Linked DNA regions of Gossypium arboreum: region 2 is linked to region 1. The links are chromatin contacts, called in public Hi-C maps. All regions are on one chromosome and are shown on one strand. Each heading gives the region's core, a stretch centred on a gene start, on an enhancer-like site or on the middle of the called end of the contact. The rest is flanking DNA. Distances are from core to core; before and after follow the strand shown. Region 1 holds the start of LOC108461903. Region 2 holds the start of LOC108463905 (flavin mononucleotide hydrolase 1, chloroplatic).

What was found. A called contact is a pair of places that touch in the nucleus more often than the background predicts.
Region 2: a Hi-C map of leaf shows a contact between it and region 1, with 2.9 times the contacts expected there. The contact joins the promoter of LOC108463905 here to the promoter of LOC108461903 in region 1. A contact is called at or near these places in 2 of 5 Hi-C or Micro-C datasets (both in leaf).

What each region holds. Positions count from the first base shown.
Region 1 is chr2:9,152,453-9,156,239 of ASM2569848v2, reverse strand. It overlaps LOC108461903, which reads left to right and starts at 2,058. Exons shown (of 2, transcript XM_017761891.2): 1 at 2,058-2,382; 2 at 2,716-3,764. The coding sequence starts at 2,749. The coding sequence ends at 3,648. It overlaps LOC108463028, which reads left to right. Exons shown (of 2, transcript XM_017762982.2): 1 at 1-89; 2 at 997-1,242. The coding sequence ends at 75.
Region 2 is chr2:9,443,228-9,447,265 of ASM2569848v2, reverse strand. It overlaps LOC108463905 (flavin mononucleotide hydrolase 1, chloroplatic), which reads right to left and starts at 1,833. Exons shown (of 7, transcript XM_017763900.2): 1 at 1,475-1,833; 2 at 1,238-1,313. The coding sequence starts at 1,686.

The DNA.
Region 1 (3,787 bases), core at 809-3,308:
CCACCTATTGAAGGGTATATTGAGAAGGTTAAGGAAGCGGCTAAGAAAAGTTCTTCCAAGCAGAAGCTTAGGTGAAGGCGAGGTGGAAGGTATTTTAACCTTTTTCTCCATTGGGTTATTGATGAATCGTTAAGTGTTTTAAGTAATGCTGTTTTTTTCTTATTAAAAATTCAACTTTATGGACCTCTTCTTTTTTTCTTTTTTTTTTTTTTTTTTTGGGGAGTTGAATTTAAACCAATTAGGACTTAAAATCCAAATATGAGTGAGTGAGTTTTGTTGGTTTGATTATATCAATTATGCAACACTTTCAATCTTACTTAAACTAATAACGTGCTTTTCTTATTGCACTATCATTCACTAATCTCTGGACTTGAAATTGATTCATTTAACCATAGGATAGAATTCTTATGGCATTCATTGACGGTTTTACTTGCTACCATTCACAGGCTACTTCATAGTTTTGTTTAAAACATAGGTTTCGACTGTGTTGGATACTAAGTCTTCGGTGCTCAATTACAACAATATTTTTTATCAAGTTATGTTATAAATAAATTGTTTCTTGCTCTGGCTGAGTTCCAATTGGTGCTTCCTGTTATTGGTCACGTTTGCCATTTGGCATGTTTAAGTTTTTGTAGGATTGGCATCTTCTTGTTCAATCTGACTTCCTATTTGTGATATATTCGAATATCATCCTGTGTATGTGGGCGCGCATTGCATGTGAGCCTGTGTGGATTAGACATCTATTTTTATTTGATAGTAAAAATGCTCGACAGTTAACAATCCAAGTATTGCACATATACTTACCCGTAAAAATGAACATGAGCAGGGTATATTTTGGTGTAGTAAGAATTGGTCTGGCGAGTATATGATGTAGGTATCTTGAAAGTATATTTACTATATTAATTGCTAGGAACCTGTATCAACAACCTGCCAATTTCTATGCCTCCTTTGTTCTAATGAATGTTTTTCTCACTAGATCTTTTGTGGCTGCAGTAGGCAAGGGACAAACTTCACTCAGTGAAACTGATGATCAATTACAGCTGCAATGTAGTGTGATTTTCTCTGATGGCAATGAGTCTCAAAACAAGAATTATTCAACATTGAAATTGAGCAATGCCATATTTTCCGGTTTAACATTGAAACTAGCATGATGTGTTGTGATCCAAGCATAGGCAGCAACTTACAATTATTTTTTCCTCTTTGAGAGACTTGCTTGCTATAATAATCTGATAGCTTGAATTATTGACGCCTGCTTTTCTTTTACTGTATTAATCATACTAGGGATGTCTTGAATTTTATCTAGTCCCTCCTACTAAGGGTCTCTTAAATTTTTTCTAAGTCTCTTCTCGTGTAGAAGCTTAGAAATTTGTTTTGCAAGGGGATCATGATTCTCACCTAAGAGCTTGATGATTAAGACTGGGGTTGGATCACTATTAAGGGGAAAAAATTGTTAAAGAAAAAAAAGGTTTAATTATAACTTTTCCTTTTTAATTTATAAAATTGAGAATTTCTGTTTTTTTTGTCAGAATTTTATTTTACAAAACTTAAAATAATTGAATAAGATAACATAGTTAAACTTTGACGTAAAATGTTGACTTAGTCTTAAAAATTAGCATTGGAATTAGTAAAATTAGTAATTCAATAATTTATGTACAAGGAATTAATAAAGATTAATAACATTAGCAAAAGATTGGATGAACTTACCAATTTTAGGTCCGGTAGAATGACTAAATTTTAACAAATTGAAATATAGAGATAAAATTCTTACAAAGAAATTGAAATATCAGACATATGGCTGGCACGAGCTATCAAAATCATAACAAAGTTACAAATATCGATTTGGAGGTCTCTCTTTCCTTCTCTCTTTTTTGCTGGTTTATCATCTCTTAATTTCAATTCATCTAAGGTTTTAATTCTGCTTAGACCTAATCATAAATCAATTCACCCGTTTAAGTCTAAAAATTGGCCTAAAAATTAAAAAAAAATTAAGTAAAAATATAGATTAAAAAAATAAATTTTAATAAAAATATGTCCAATTTTTTAAATGAACCGGTACTCGGATAAAAGAACTTTAGTCCAGGCCCGGCCGAATCACATGCCTGCTCACCCTTTCTTTTCTTTTCCTCTTCAGCCGACTCCCCCAATTTCTAATGCCTAACAGCTAATTTCTAAATCCCTAACAAAATAACTTTTCCTTCTCCACTCCAACACCCACCGGCCACCACCATCATCGGTCACCAGTCAGGCAGTCACTATCAATTCACCACACACCCGCTGGAGACTTTATAATTTTAATACGGATCGAGCGAGCAAACTTGCCATTTCTTTCTGAAACTTTTCAAGTTTTAAGACGTCTCACTTTCAGCTCACGTTTCAGGGCAGGTGAATTTCAAAATCCTTTATTTTTCATTAAATTTGATTTTCTTTTGGTAAATGGAGGCATTTCAATGATAAGCTCGAGAGAAATTTTGGCCTTAACTTCATATTTTTTCAGTTTTTTTCTAATCTGTTGTGCACATTTAATGGTAAATTTGTTTCTTATTTTTTCATGTAACTATTGTTACTTTAACTTCTGTTTGGTTGCCAAGAAAACCGAGGAACTTAATTAGCAATTTTTACATTGTTCCTTTTTCTGTCTGCCCTGAGTTATTTATTTGGAGATTAAGCGGTTAAAGCTTTTCTGACTCTCATTTGCTAAACTTTCTCAAAAGCTAGAGCTTTCCGAAACCCTCAATCACAAATCACAATATGGCTCGAAACGAAGAGAAAGCCCAGTCGATGCTCAATCGATTCATAGCCCTAAAAGCCGAGGAAAAAAAGAAGCCCAAAGAACGCCGCCCTTTCCTCGCCTCTGAGTGCCGTGACCTTGCTGAGGCCGACAAATGGCGTCAACAAATCATGCGAGAGATCGGCCGCAAGGTCGCTGAGATTCAGAATGAAGGCCTCGGGGAACATCGACTCCGCGACCTTAATGACGAGATCAATAAGCTTATACGAGAGAAGTCGCACTGGGAACGACGCATCATTGAACTCGGTGGCCCGAATTACGCCAAACACGCCCCTAAAATGACGGATTTAGAAGGGAACATAGTGGATGTTCCAAACCCCAGCGGCCGTGGCCCTGGGTATCGGTATTTTGGAGCCGCGAAGAAGTTGCCGGGAGTTAGGGAGTTGTTTGAGAAGCCGCCAGAGTTGCGAAAGAGGAGAACTAGATATGATATTTATAAGAGGATTGATGCAAGTTATTATGGGTATAGGGATGAAGAGGATGGAGTTTTAGCTAGAGTGGAGGGGCTAGCGGAGGCAAAGATGAGGGCTGAAGCTGAGGAGGAGTGGCGGAGAGTGGAGGAGATTAGAAGAGAGGCAAGGAGAGGGGCGAAGGAGGTGGTTAGCGTGGGAGCTGCTGCGAGAGAGGTTTTGTTTGAGGAAGAGGAGGATGTGGTGGAGGAGGAGAGGAGGGAGAGGGAGGAGAAAGAGAGGAAGGATAAGGAGAGGGAATTTGTCGTGCACGTGCCGTTGCCTGATGAGAAGGAGATTGAGAGGATGGTTGTGGAAAGGAAGAAGATGGAGCTTTTAAGTAAGTATGCGAGTGAAGGGTTGTTGGAGGAGCAGAGTGAAGCCAAGGACATGCTTAATATCCATCGGTAGAATAGATGCTGGTAATGTTGTATCTTTAATTTAGACTTCGTGGATATCGAATTATATGACCTTTCTGTTTTGGTTAGATTGCTTTTAGATTTTATGTGAAAATTGAGTTTCAAGAATTACTCTCCCATAAGCAACTTGG
Region 2 (4,038 bases), core at 584-3,083, 290 kb before region 1:
CCATAAGTGAAAAGGAGCGAAAGAGAAAAAGGGGTTATTAAACATAGAAGAAAGGCATGGAATTATTTTACATGCTTTCAGTCACAAATTATATTGCTAAAAAATGTGGTAGAAAGTACAGTAATAAAGTATAAATTCAAAAGTTCCATTTATAAATGTGAAACTGAAACCGCAATGATATCCTTTAATAGTATGTTTCTGGTGGACTGGAAATTTACAAGTTCTAGTAGGTTTCTGTCAAAGAATCAATATACAGGTCAATATAATATAGGATCATGGTTATGGATAGGTTAACGTTGGCATAAAACTAATAAGGATACGGAACAATAAAGAACATAAATAATAATAAATGAATGTACTGATAGTTAATCTAAAGGCAACAGATAAGTGGTGTGTTATGCTTTGGTTGTGTACACAAGCTTCACTAGCTGAAGCCTAGAGAAATATTGTTAAAAGACTAATGTTTTAGCTACTATATCCACTTATCAGAAAGCAAAGACGAAGGAAAGGGACTACAAAGGGCCATTTCATTTTGTGTTTAACAGGTAAATGATATTTTGCAGGAGATGTAAGAAGGCAACAATGATGGGAAGTAAGAAAAATCAAAACTAATGCAGTGTCACCAACTCGGGTTGTAAGTGGGTCAACATGCTGTGCAAGCTACTCAGGAAATAGTCAAGTTCTACTCCTCCTCTGCCAAGTCAGGTTCAGGCTCATACAGGGCTAATAAAGCATTTAAAAATGTATATTTTTAGTAAAATGCATATATTATCATCTATATGCACTATAATATATATAATTTTATTATTTTAGGGCCTATGTGTGTCTGAATAAATGTATGATATAGAACAAATAACATTACATATTCTTTAAGATATTTGATCCTAATTAAGTCAAGATCAAGTTTATAAAATGAAACTTATTCAAGCTCAGGGATGGTTTCAAGCCTCTCGTACACAAAACAGCTTGAGGTCAAGGCTGTTACTGTGGAACTCTATTCAACTCGCCTTTATGTACAAAAATTCAAAGGAATAAAGATCCAACTTAGCTTTTATTACTTGAAATGGCAATCAATCCTAAAAAATTGACAAGTGAAACATGTTTCAAGAAATATTATAATTTGTTAGGTACCTCAATCAAACAGTTTAACAGATCTTACAACACTTACTCATAAGACTACTTTAGTCAATAAAATCTAGAGAACTATAACTTTCCCACATTATAAATCTAGGTGTACCTCATCAATCACCCCATTTTCGAACTCAAGCCATGCAGTTGGATGCTTGCATTCAATTAGTTCCTTCAAAGACATTCTGACCATCGAATTTAACTTTGATCACTTCAAAAACTATCGCCAGCAGTGGCAGTTATATTGGTTTGAAATAAAAACAAAAATGATAAAAACCCAACAAACACAATTCGAAACAAGAATTAAAAAAGAGAAAGAGGGGAGGGAGATGAAAAAACCAGTTACCCGAAGAAGGCAGGGACGTCATGGTAAAAAGGGTCACGAACAATGGTGTCCATGATGTCAAACAGCAAAATGGGAAGCTTCCTGGAGTTGAAGGAAGGTGATGTGTTGGTGGGATTGATTGCCATCCTGGTTCTGGGGACTGGAGAAAATAGTTTTGGATGAAAGCAGAGTGATGTGGCTGGTGGTGGTGGTGCTCTAACCAATTGAGCCATCCAAACGTACACTTGCAACCCAAGAGAATTTTTGATATTTTGATTTCCAGATTCCCCTTACCAGGAAATAAGGGTCAATGTTCGCTGCACAATTCTGGGTTTGCCTCTCTATGTTTGGGCTTACCATTTGTTTCATCCATCTTTGTGGGTACTTCTCAAAAAAATAAAATGCCTTGGCCCAATATCTATATGTATATATTTGTAATTATAAATTTATATTCTTAATAAAATTAAATATTGAATGTAATTATGCCTTTTGATAAAATTAATTTTGTTTTTCAAAATTATTTATTTCTTAAATTCAATCTTATTAGTTATTACTATTGTAGCGATGTAAAAATTTGTTTGGTTTCGGTTGCTAATTGAGGCGATCTATTGAAAACTTGAAAGCTAAAATTTGATTTTAAAATAAACCGGGAGTCGCCACCGATCCTTTTTCCTAGGTACGATCGGATACCTATTAGATTTTTTTTTTAACAAAAAGAAGGCTGAGTTTAGGGTCTAGGTTAAAAACCAGAGAAAAATTAGGGCTCGGGAGTCAGTTACGTGCGAGGAAGGTATTAGCACCCTCGCGACGCCCAGAAATTGGCATCTCATAAACACGTGTTGTCTTGATTTTTAAAAATACGAGTTCAATATTAAAATTTAGTCGTGATCCAATTAAAAGAAGACGAGAAATTTTAGTTCATTCCGGTTTTTGAGAAGGGTATATCGCTTTAACACGAGTCAATTGATGTTCACCCAACATAGCAATGAACTCGATGACTTAATGTTAAATCGGTATATTGCCTTGATTGTTGAAATTAATTAGAAGGACATGGATAAAATTCTTGAAGTAATGTAAAACAAAATTGAGATGAAATAAAAATAAATAAATGGAAAAATTAAAAATATTTGAAATAAATAACATATAGGGCAATAATGCAAAAATATTGAAAATATATAATATATATATAACACATAGATGATACATGCATATACATTAGAAATAACAACAATATAAAATGGACTTACTAATATACTACATAGACATATACATTCATAGATATAAATAATAAGGATATTAGAAATACTAAGTATATAATGTTGGAATAACTACATAATACAAAAATTGTAGAATGTAGTATTAAAATATGTGCACGATATATATACTTATTTAAAAATAATAATAAAACTGTTGATAATATTTCACAAATATATGTATATACTAAAATATACATAACAATATATAAAGTATAATATATTAAAAACGTATCTAAAACATATAAAATGAAAATACATATGTTAAATAATATTAAAATATTTACATAATGCATACATATAGGAACAAACACTAATAATACATGGATATGTACATAGGCATATTAAATATATATACATATAATCGATATAGAAATATTAGAATAAAGCAATTAAAAAGTAATGCTATGCACAAATAGATATATACATATATAACAAAATATATACTATGGTTAATGATAATAACAATGACGATATAAAGATGTATACATACAACAACACATTCACTACATTAACAACCATAATAGTAATGGCATTAAAATACGAAGAACAACAATGTAACACAAAAATACTATATATATAAATCTATACACACAAATAAAAATATACACTATTGTAATAAAGATAATAATAATATATTATTAAAATATATAAAAGCAAGCATAACATTTAAATATTAAAATAAAGTAGCTAAAATACTAAACATAAATACATATATGCATATAATAATAATAATAATAATAATAATAATAATAATAATAATAATAATAATAATAATAATAATATGAAAATACAAGAAAATTTAAATAAGAATTAAAGATAAATGAAAAAAGGACCAAAATTGGATTAAAATCGAAGTTTTGGGGCCAAATCTAAAATAAAAATAAGCCACGGGGTTGTATTGCAACACGCGTGAAACATGGGGGACTGAATCAGTAATATTCCCATTCTATCAAAACGCAGCGCATCAACAGGGAGTAGATTGCAAGTCAGATTAAATTTTAGGGCCAGATTATAAACAAAAATAAACCTAATTTAAAACACTGAAAATGCGGAAGGATCTAATGCGCAAATATACCATTGAATTAAAAAACACGCGGATCTGACCTGGTGCGGGTCGGGTCGACCTGACCCGCGTCCAAAACGGCGTCGTTTTTAGTCTAAACAGAGGGGGTCCAAAACGGTGCGTTTCGGACCCCTATATAAGTCAAAAAAATTTTAAAAAAAATTCATTTTGTACCGTGGAGAGAAAAAAAAAGAGAGAAGGGGAGAGGGAAGAAAGAAGAGAGGGGAGAGGAGGGAGCTCTAGCTACGGGCGGTCAACTGACCAAT